Linked DNA regions of Hordeum vulgare: region 1 is linked to region 2. Evidence: chromatin contacts called from public Hi-C data. All regions are on one chromosome and are shown on one strand. Each heading gives the region's core, a stretch centred on a gene start, on an enhancer-like site or on the middle of the called end of the contact. The rest is flanking DNA. Distances are from core to core; before and after follow the strand shown. Region 1 holds the start of LOC123425148. Region 2 holds the start of LOC123425144 (pectin acetylesterase 2-like).

Region 1 (5,217 bases), core at 1,321-3,820, 130 kb before region 2:
TGGTTCCTCCCTGTCTGAGTTGAGGAAGGAGACGAGCCGCGCACCGCGGATGGTCGCAAGGGCTTGCGCACGCCACACTAGGAAGTTGGAGCGGTGGAGGCGTTCGGCGATGGGGATGAGCGCGGGTGTAGCGACGACGACGATGGAGCTCGAGGAAATGGCAGCATATCAAAAATGTGCTAGAGGACTAAGCTCTGAATACCATATAAGTTTGGTTGAAGCGTATGCCTAATAGGGATGCGTTGCATGTTTATACAGGCAAGGTTTAGGATTTACAAGATTCGATGGTTCGGTGAGATTATAGATTGATCACCAAGTTAACTATGCAGATAAGGATCGATCATAACCACCTGAACCAACTGAATGAAAACAGAAAATATCTACCTTATACTACATACGGTTTATACTCCACCATATATGTTCTAACGTATACTATAACATAGACTAACACGCAACGTCAATGACCAGCCCGTTTTGATTCTGTTTTGATGCCCTTCTTGGACGCAGAATTTCATCATCGTCGTTTGTTCGTTGTCGTCACTACAAAGCTGCGGCTCGCAGCGCCTTGGCTGCTCAACAACGATCCTCTACAAAATAGTAAATCTTAACGGATTTACGGTGCTTATTACTGTATTACGGTATTCCGAATTTCCGATCACACCATCAGCACACAAGTAGTAGGCCTGTACATAACACCTACGCATTCATCAGTCATCACCATGGATCGTGGATCCATATCGTCGAGCACACCACAGCATATGAGGGTTAATATAGTCATCAAGGCGGACGAAGCGTATTGATCACGTGGCGGCGGCTCACGCGAGCACGGTGGTCTCCGCGACGGCGGCGGACCGGATGCCGACGGCGGCCTCGACGTGGTCGCCGCCCGCCTCCCAGAGCTCCGGCAGCGCCTCCCTGATGTTGTGGATGCTCTCCAGCGCCACGTCCGCCCCGGGCACGAGCGCCGAGCTCCCTACCTGCACCATCGTTTGTGGCAAAGCGTGCGTTCGTTCAGTTTCCGACAGGTGCTCCAATGGCGTGGGGATTAATGCAGCGACAGTGAGATCTTACGATGACGGTATGGAAGCCTGCCGATTTTCCCGAGGCGATGTTGCGCGGGCTGTCGTCGAAGAACACCTGCAAATCAAGGCAGGCAGCCCTGTCAGTCAGTCGGTGCAGCTGCAGCTTGGAGTTCTCAAGTGCAGAGAACCGACGAGGGAATCCATGGCTGAGCTGCGTGCTGCTTACTGTCTTCTTGGGGTCGAGCTTGGCGATCTCCACCACGGCTTGCATGGACTCGAGGGACGGCTTGCAGAGGACCCTCTTGCCGGAGCCGTCGCCGCCGGCGCCCGTGCCTCCTGGATTCTTGGGGTTCAGGGTCTCGAAGCATATGATCCCCTCGAAGCATCCCTCCAGCCCCATCTTCTCCAGGACGGTCGCCGCGTGAGCCTCGTCGGAGTTGGTGAATATCTGCAGTGGATGGAACAGCAAACTGTAACTTCTGCAGCAATTTTTCGGTGCTGGAGAACAGATGCAGCAATGAACTGATGCAGCAAGAAACATCAGAGGGATTTTTGATGCGACGAATGATGAGCTTACGATTTTCCTCTGTGGCATCGAAATCAGCAGGCTCCTCAGGACAGGGTCCGGCTTCAGCTTCTCGTACGGCAGTTTTCCGTGCACGCTGGCGTGGAATTCATCGTAGTCGAAATCGTAGCCCATAAGCTGTAGGATCATGATTTTTTTGAAACGTAACAGTAGTAGTTAGTTTAATGGTTATGGAGCTACCAGAAGCTCGAACGAGTAATATGGCAATCTAAGTGTACTGAGGCATACTTTCAGACCGGCCATTGTAGTTCCGTATTCCCTGTACAAATCTAGGCACATCTTGGGGACCAGGCTCTCCTCGATCTGAAGTTTGTCCAGCATGTAGTCTGCGGTTTGGTAAATTCCAACCATTATATGATGACAAACAAATTTTACAGCATGAAAACTGAGATTTGGTGTGAGTTTAGTACTTACCTTGGATGTTCTTGCGGCATGCTAAGTTGATTCCCAAGCTCAGTGGGTAGATGGTGTCATCCATGTCTGAACAGGTCAGGAAACAATCAAACGAGGGGTTCAGAAACAAAGTGCTGGCAGAGAACTCCATGGTAAAAATATTGTACAAGTACAGTGAAGAAGCGTCAGTTATAGACGGGCGTACCAAACAGCAGGCAGTCAAATTTGGCTCCGTTGGCGTAGGATTCCATCTTCACAGGTTGAGGTTGGGCAGTGCCTGCAACCGTGGGGAAAGAAAATCTTTAGGAAAAAAAGAAGAAGGTTAAGTTGGGGGCCAGCTGAGGAAGCAAACTAGATTATCGAACTAGCATCAGCATGCCGGTGACCAAACAAAGTAGCAAGAAAGAAACGGAAGGTCGAGGCAGAAACAGCAAACCGAGACAACAAGCAACCTGCAATGGCATGCACATGTACCTCGACGCTGAACGGAAGGAAGACAGAGCAGGAGCTGCGCGCGCACACACACACACAACGCAGGTCAGCAGTGGATGCCATTTCGCCTAGCCAGGCCCCTCTATTTATACAACAAAGATCATCTCACTCACAGTCGCAACTCGCAACACATGACATGACGAGGATGGGCTCCGCTTTATCTGCTCTCTGGAAGGTGACACATGGTAGCGACACCGGTGGGTGCTATCCGATGATGGAAGCACCACCACCCCGGAGCCACAAATTATTGGCCACCGGCCAGCCGGCTCCTGCCTTCTCCAGCTTCTTTCTTTGCTCGCTCGTCACTTCCCGTCAAAGTGCTCTCCTACGCGAGGGGACGACGACGTGCTGCACTGGACAGCGACCGCTCTGATTATTGATCGTTCATGCTGGTGGTGGTGGAGTTGGCGTCGGATAGGATAGGATCGGATCGGATCGGCCAACTTACGCCAGCCAGCGCAACAATTTTCCTTTAAAAGCATTGTATACTTTAGTTTAGTTCAGCTCGGGTGCCGCCGACCAAGCTAGCGGACGAACGATCGGGTAGCCATCAGGCATAGGTGACGGTGACGTGGCCGTTAAACTGACTAGAATTCATCTAGATAAGATATAATTTGATTTTATTCATTTAAAAATAAAAAAAGAAACAAAATAGTATCACAAATCACGACAACACACGCATTTTATAGCACCGCATCCAATAACTATAAAGATAAATAAGACATAATTAAAACTCAGCTAGATGACTTGTAGCAAAACCGGTTAAACTATGTGTGCAGGGTTCGATGTGTGGAGGAATCCACTCGTGGCCGGCGTGCGTCACAGCCCATATGAGCATATGGATACGAGTGGCTCATGGTCACATGGGTATGGCGATTTGCCGGAGACTCTCGGCCGTGGAAAAGCCGGGACACGTGTGTGGCATTTCTTATTGGCATGGTGATGATCAGGCCAAAGATGGCATCGCTTTCGTCCCGGCGTTTGTTTACGCGTTGATGGGCGTCGAGCCCTGTGTTTTCATCTGGTTATCCTTTTTGTGTGTGATGGAGAGAGCATGCGTGAGCAGCAGAGTGCATGTGAGAATGACAAGTTTTCATGCACAAAGCTTCATCCGAAAGGAGAAATGAGTAGAAAGATGATCTCCTATTGGATGCTGCGTCGGCCTTCATTTTCAGTGTAGTGGAGATAGCTACCTGGCCACCCAGCGAGTGTGACGATGTACGATGGAGTTTTTTTTAGTTAGGCATATATATGATCCTCAGGCCATGTAACAACAGCAGATGCGTGCAAAGAGAGAATCTGTCCTTTTGAGATAATTCTTTTTTTGAGAGAGAGAGAGAGAGAACCTGCCTTTTCGTTGGAAACGGGGGCGAAATATTTGTGGCCACATATGTATATACCAGGAAAAAGAATGATGTGTCGATGTTGATCCTTTATTACTGTTGGCAGCGTTACTTTCTTTTTTTACATTCAAATCCCTCTTTTATATTATTTTTTTAGGGGGGCCCTCTTTATTTATTTGTCACAACGGTTACATCACTGATCAGCAGAAGGATAATAGCAGCAGGGGCCTTATCTAAACAAGTTCCAGGAGTGGGAAATCTAGCTAAGCTGGTTAATTCATGGCCCTTTACTGTTGGCAGTGTTAGGTTGGTCTCAACTCTCAACTGTTGGCCGACTATAGGTTTGATCCTTCAGCTCTCTCTATATAATGGGTGAAACCTTATACCTTCAGTATTTAACCTTGGGTGAAGTGGTTGCCTTGTACATTCGGATGCCCGTGGGTAAAAGGGTAGCCGGACGACAATGATACAACGATGAAGGGGGGGGGGGGGGGGGGGATTGACGGAAAGAAACGCAAAAGGATATCAACCAATCAACCAAGTTCCACACTTGCCGTCACATGACAAACTTTACACGATGCCGGCAGTTACCATACGACTTGCCAGCCGCACGAGTGGTTCTAAGAATGCCTGACAGTTGCCTTACATACATAACTAACCGACCCCTGACATAGTGCAGATTTCTGAACCATCAAACCTCAATAGAAATTGACATGACGCAACCAGGAGCCTGCAAAGTTAAAAAATTCGAACATTAGCCGTTAGCAAACTTGTCTGGGATTCGATTCAGGGTATATCTCTCTGAACCGCTAAAAGACCTGAAAAAGAGCCTCAACAGATGGTAAGCTGAAATGGTTTGACCTCAGATGTAAGACAAGGATACATCAAGGTCACACCGCAAACAATTTGTTGTGTGCATTTACTTGTGAAGAGATCCAGAGACTAATTAGTTTTTGTTTTAAGTAGCAACAAAACACCAGTATAAACAATCTAGCTTGGCTGGTATGGAAAGCTAGCAATGCACTAGTTTTCCCAACATCAGCCAAGAGCCTAAGAGCGTACCTTTCATGTTGATACAAGGAAAAAATTAACATCCATTTGTCTGCAAAAGTGAACTAAACATGCAAGGAACATGAGTACCAAACTACTCCCTCCGTTCCTAAATATAAGTCCTTTTAGTGATTTCACTAAGGGACTACATACGGAGCAACATGAGTGAATCTATATTATAAAGTATGTCTATATACGTATGTGGTCCCTTAGTGAAATCTCTTAAAAGACTTATATTTAGGAACGGAGGGAGTACTACTTTATCCAGAAGAAAATGAGTATAAAGTTCAAGTACTGATATCTCAGGAAGGGCAAGACCAGCAGAATGCTG
Region 2 (4,847 bases), core at 2,006-4,505:
CGGAGCCCGGATTGTGACATGACATCTTCCAGACCGTCCCCGACCGCTGTGACGGAAATGCAGTCCGCCTCGTCCATCGGCGTCCTTTCCTCCACTTCATCTTGCAAGCCGGAGAACATCGCCCGGAGGATGCGGCGTAGCCGGAAGCGATAGAGGGAGGCGGAGGTGACGGCAACAACGGCTACGGACATTGTCGAGGAGATGTATCCCCCGCACGTCGGGCTCCCCGCACCCCATCCATCCAAGCGCCGACGCGAATTCTGTCGTCCGACACCCTTCAGATGGAGGAGGATGCGATGGCCAACTGGGCCATTCCTGACAGCCTTTTGCCCACAAAAAAGCCACCGATCGACGAATGTGAGTCGTCTCAGCTAGTTTGGGAGTGGATGAGCACGTGCACCACCACTCCCGAGGGTGCACTCAACATGTTCGACCGAATGACTGAACTAGCTCGGGTACGTTTGCTCCTGTTCGATCAAATGTTCAATGTTTTGCATAGATCACTAGTTCGCACATGATGAATGCTTGGAAACCATGATCGTGTAGCAGGCGTACTTGGCAAGCATGATCAGTGACAATGAAGATCCGGCCGAAATGGATTATGAATTGAAGGAGACCACCACACTTGTACTTGGGGCAACATCGGATCCTAATTCGAGCAAGAAGAAGAAGAAGAGCAAGATGTCTAAGGCAAGAGGTTCAACTTTCACAAGATTTGAGGACATATTGTTGGTCAAATATTGGTTGGACACAAGTTGGATCCAATAAGCGACACCAAGTAAAAGGGAACCACATATTGGGAGAAGATTTAGAAGGACTATCATGAACACAAGGAGTATGTGGAGCCGCATCCTATCATGACCACCGACAATGTGTCATCTCTCCAACATCGATGGGGGGTCATTCAAGGAGAAGTGAACAAGTATGTCGGGTACTACTCACAAGTGACCGAACGACCTCAAAGTGGGATGTAAGCTCAATTGCCTCATCTTATTGTCATTTCAATCTGTTTCATGTGTTTTCATTCTTGTGCTCATACATATGGTGTATGCTAGACGACAGTGGCGGCCACTTTGTATCACGAGGTCGAGAAGAAGCCATTTGCTTTTAGCCGTTGTTGGCTCTTATTGAATGTCAAGCCAAAGTGAACACAAGTTGTGGCCATCTCAAGGCCAGCAAGAAGAGGAATGCTGGCTCATGCTCACACCAATCCATTGGGTTGGACGATGAGGAAGACGAGGTTGTCGTCACCAATGGAAGAGCTATTGTGCCAAAGGATACCGATAAGTCGTGGGAAACAAGTGGGAGAAGGCAAGGATCTCCTATGACGTCGCGGCTATAGAAATGTCGTCCACATAGATGAGCATTTTTCGACAAGGGAGAACAAGAAAGAGGAGAGGTACAAGCTCATGTTGGATGCATAAAAGGGGAGGATGGAATGGGATCAGATGAGGGTAGAGAAGAGGCTTGAAATTGAGAGGGAGAAGATCGAGTTGGAGAAGGAAGATGCGGTGATCAAATGGGAGCTCGAGAAGGCTAAACCATTTGGAGTGATCGAGCTCGAGAAGGAGAGGTTGCAATTCGCACGGGGCACGGAGGATGCGAAGATTATGTTGGTGGATGGAACCCACTTGGATGCGCATGCGAAGAAATGGGTTGCAGAGAAGAAGGAGATCAACGACCGTAGGGCGCACGAGGCGGCAACGACGGCTACGACAGTGGAGGACGCAACCCGAATGCAGGCGAAGCATGACAAGCTGGACGAGTAGGATGCATGGACGAACTCGTCCGGCTAGTGATCCGACAAGTATCCTTTCTCGCTCGGACATTAATTTCATTTTGGCATGTTCGATTTGTTAAACTGTGCTTTGATTTGCTTTGTTTCGAACTATTGAATTTGAATAACTTATATCGAATGATCGACGTACATGGATAACATGGATTTAAATGTTTCATTCAAGGTATATGAATATGCGACATAACATATGAAAGGCCGACAAACGCTGTTTACGGGCGCCCGGACGCAGGGATGAATCTATGGGGACGAGGGGGGCTAGTCCCCCTAACAAATTGTTTTTTCTACTATGATAGTGATTGTTGTAGTTAAAAAATTTCACTTCATATGAACTTTGTTTTTTTCATAAACAAACTTGTTCCTGTTATGCTTGCATGCTGGCTCCATCCCTACCCGAACGCGCCCGTGGACCTAGAGGATCAGATTTGTAAGTCCGAGTGTAGATGCTCTTGTCAAGCTGTGGCTCCAAGGCACGTGGCCGTGCCGGTTGGTTCCAAGAGCCGGTGAGGTCTCGTTTTCCATGGACGGATTATGGAGCGCACGTACGACGTACGTACGTAGTACGTGGATGCATGCATCGAGTGAGCCAAATTCAGCGTTGCAAGTTGCAAGGAGCATCCGAACAATGGTGGTCCTTCCTATTCCGTTTGGCGACCGAATAATCAGTGCATGGTCTGGTTCCTACAAGTCCAAACCGGTCCGTTCCAATCAAAGATTCTGACGTGCAAAGAGGGTCTACATTTTGTAAGCACATTCGCCGGCCACATTAAGGAGCCACATCGCTGGCTCCACAGACGATCCGTGGCGTCTCCGTCGCCATCAGTGTAGTTAATCAGATCCTCAGTCATCCTGGTTTGTTTAAGTACGGCCAGCAGTGTACTCTGGCTGCCGCATGGGACTCCGGTCCGGGCAATTTCCATTATTCTTTTTTTTTTTGCCGGAAGGGCCTTTCAATTTTCCGGTGTATGAAAAAAGGCAAAATGTGACTGAGAAAAGGGACTAATTTTCTTTTCTGCAGACTGTAGTAAATCATAGAGTTGCGCCGGTGCAGCAACTAACCTAGTAGCAGTACTAGTAGTAAATGAAGCGGCATTAACACCGAAATAGACGGAATGAACATGTCGGTGGAGGGAGTCGAGCATCAGCTTTCGGTGAAAAAAAGTTCCCCCGCGATAGACCAGACATTCCGCCAGAGAAAGAGAGCTGTACTGCGTCAAGACCCAAGACTCAAGAGGAGGCCATGCTTTCGTTTCTGTACGTGTTGCGTCTTGAAGATTTCAGTACTAGGCCTATGTGTGATTTTACCAGCGGAACATCCCAAACGGACCCTTCTGAAACTGCGCGTCCTCCCATAAACAAAAAACCAGCTGCCTGCCTGCCTGCCTGCCGTCGGTCCCGTCCCGCACACAGCTGCCTGCAACCGAGCTAGCCAAAGCCAAGGGCCCCGGAAAGCTGAGCTAGCAGTGAATGCAATCACAGCCTCCCTGAGCCGAGCTGAGCGGCGCTTTTCACCACCCCTCTCCTGCCGACTTCCGAGCTCCACCGTCGGTCAGTCACACACCCACACCTTTTTCTTCTTCCTCCCGCAGGCAGCATCCGAGATGCTTTGCCTCCCAACCGTGACGACGCGGCAACCAGTAACACCTCCGGGTTCACACTGAACCAGCCACAGCAGTAGTAAACACATCGCACCGCAGCACCGAATCTCCGGAAGCGGCCCTGCCTTTTCCTTTCCTTTGTCCGTCAGCGGCCATTGCCAGCCAGCTGCGCTTGCACTCGGCCGCGTATAAGTACCTTTCTCTGCTTTGGCCACTTCCGCGATCCTTTCTCCTTCTCCCTCTCCTCTTCCAGATCCATTCCTCTCCCAGTCCCGGGCGAGGAGCGAGAGAGCTTGAGGGGAAGGGCGGATGGCCATGGGTTCTTGGCCCCTTCTTGCCCTGCTCCTCGGGTTCTTGGCGGGAGCGGCGCGCGGCTCCGAGCCGTGGGCGAATGACACGCGGGTCTACTCCACCAATGCCAACTCCGGCAGCGGCAGCAACGGCGCCTTCGTCGCCCTCACCCTCATCCAGTCCGCCGCCGCCAAGGGAGCCGGTAACTAAATCTCCCTCCCCCACAATTGTTCCTCTGTAGCCCGTCTGCTAGTAGCAGTATTTTTCTTGTTGTTGCAAAGATTGGTTTTTTATTGCGCATGTCACATGCTTGCCGTAGATTGGCTCATTGAGACGCGTGATGCGGGTCGCTGCTGTGTTGACCCTGGTCGGTCAGAGTAACGATTAATCTGATTGCTGTTGCCGTAGAGGGATTGTGATGGCTCATGTTCTATTTTTCTCCTCTTCAGTATCCACTTAGGTGCTTAGTTGATTGAGTGATCATACATAGTCTTATCCTTGTATTGCTAGGTACAAGTACTAGCATGTGCCATGTGCGGATCTAGATAAATATATGCATGTGGATCTAGCCTTGCCTTGCTGGTGGTGCCCATGATGGATCCTTGTTACCTAATTGGGGGGTGGGGGGCTCAATGCCAACTGTTGCCTGTGAATTGTGTGAGCTAACCGTGCATGATTGCTTGGTCACCATTCTAAATATACCAGAGGTCCTAAATAGTTGGGCACCCGACAGAAACACCAGGCAGGAAATTGCTCAAGATTTGAAGTTTTCGTAGGGCGGTGCTCATTTATGAATGTGTGTTGTGAAGATTCTGTTTGTGTAAAATTTAGAATCAGACAAGCCTATTCTTAGCGGCAAAATGCTTTGGATTTTGGAAGCACTATAATTGTTGAAATGTTATAGCATTATAATTACTGATCAGGGGTAATTCTTCCCATTTACACCAGAATTTGAGTATTGCTTATAGCATGGTAGGCTGATAAATACTGATGCTTACTTCCATGACATTGCATTACAGTATGCTTGGATGGAAGCTTACCAGGTTACCACCTACACCGAGGATCTGGATCAGGGTCAAACAATTGGCTTGTCAATCTGGAGGTGTGTAATACTCCACGACTCACATATATGTGGACTGAGAGATAAATTTGAATTGAACTAG

What was found. Hi-C and Micro-C count contacts between places; a contact is called where the count stands out from the background.
Region 1: a contact with region 2 is called in a Hi-C map of seedling, with 4 times the contacts expected there. The contact joins the promoter of LOC123425148 here to the promoter of LOC123425144 in region 2. A contact is called at or near these places in 2 of 6 Hi-C or Micro-C datasets (leaf and seedling) and 1 of 1 datasets of contacts at active chromatin or transcription factors (embryo).

What each region holds. Positions count from the first base shown.
Region 1 is chr2H:77,961,396-77,966,612 of MorexV3_pseudomolecules_assembly, reverse strand. It overlaps LOC123425148, which reads right to left and starts at 2,570. Exons shown (of 8, transcript XM_045108823.1): 1 at 2,476-2,570; 2 at 2,207-2,278; 3 at 2,023-2,088; 4 at 1,837-1,934; 5 at 1,600-1,725; 6 at 1,249-1,470; 7 at 1,072-1,137; 8 at 589-977. The coding sequence starts at 2,252. The coding sequence ends at 816. LOC123425147 (B3 domain-containing protein Os06g0194400-like) reads right to left here. Exons shown (of 6, transcript XM_045108821.1): 6 at 4,371-4,566.
Region 2 is chr2H:77,832,279-77,837,125 of MorexV3_pseudomolecules_assembly, reverse strand. It overlaps LOC123425144 (pectin acetylesterase 2-like), which reads left to right and starts at 3,255. Exons shown (of 12, transcript XM_045108818.1): 1 at 3,255-3,886; 2 at 4,704-4,786. The coding sequence starts at 3,703.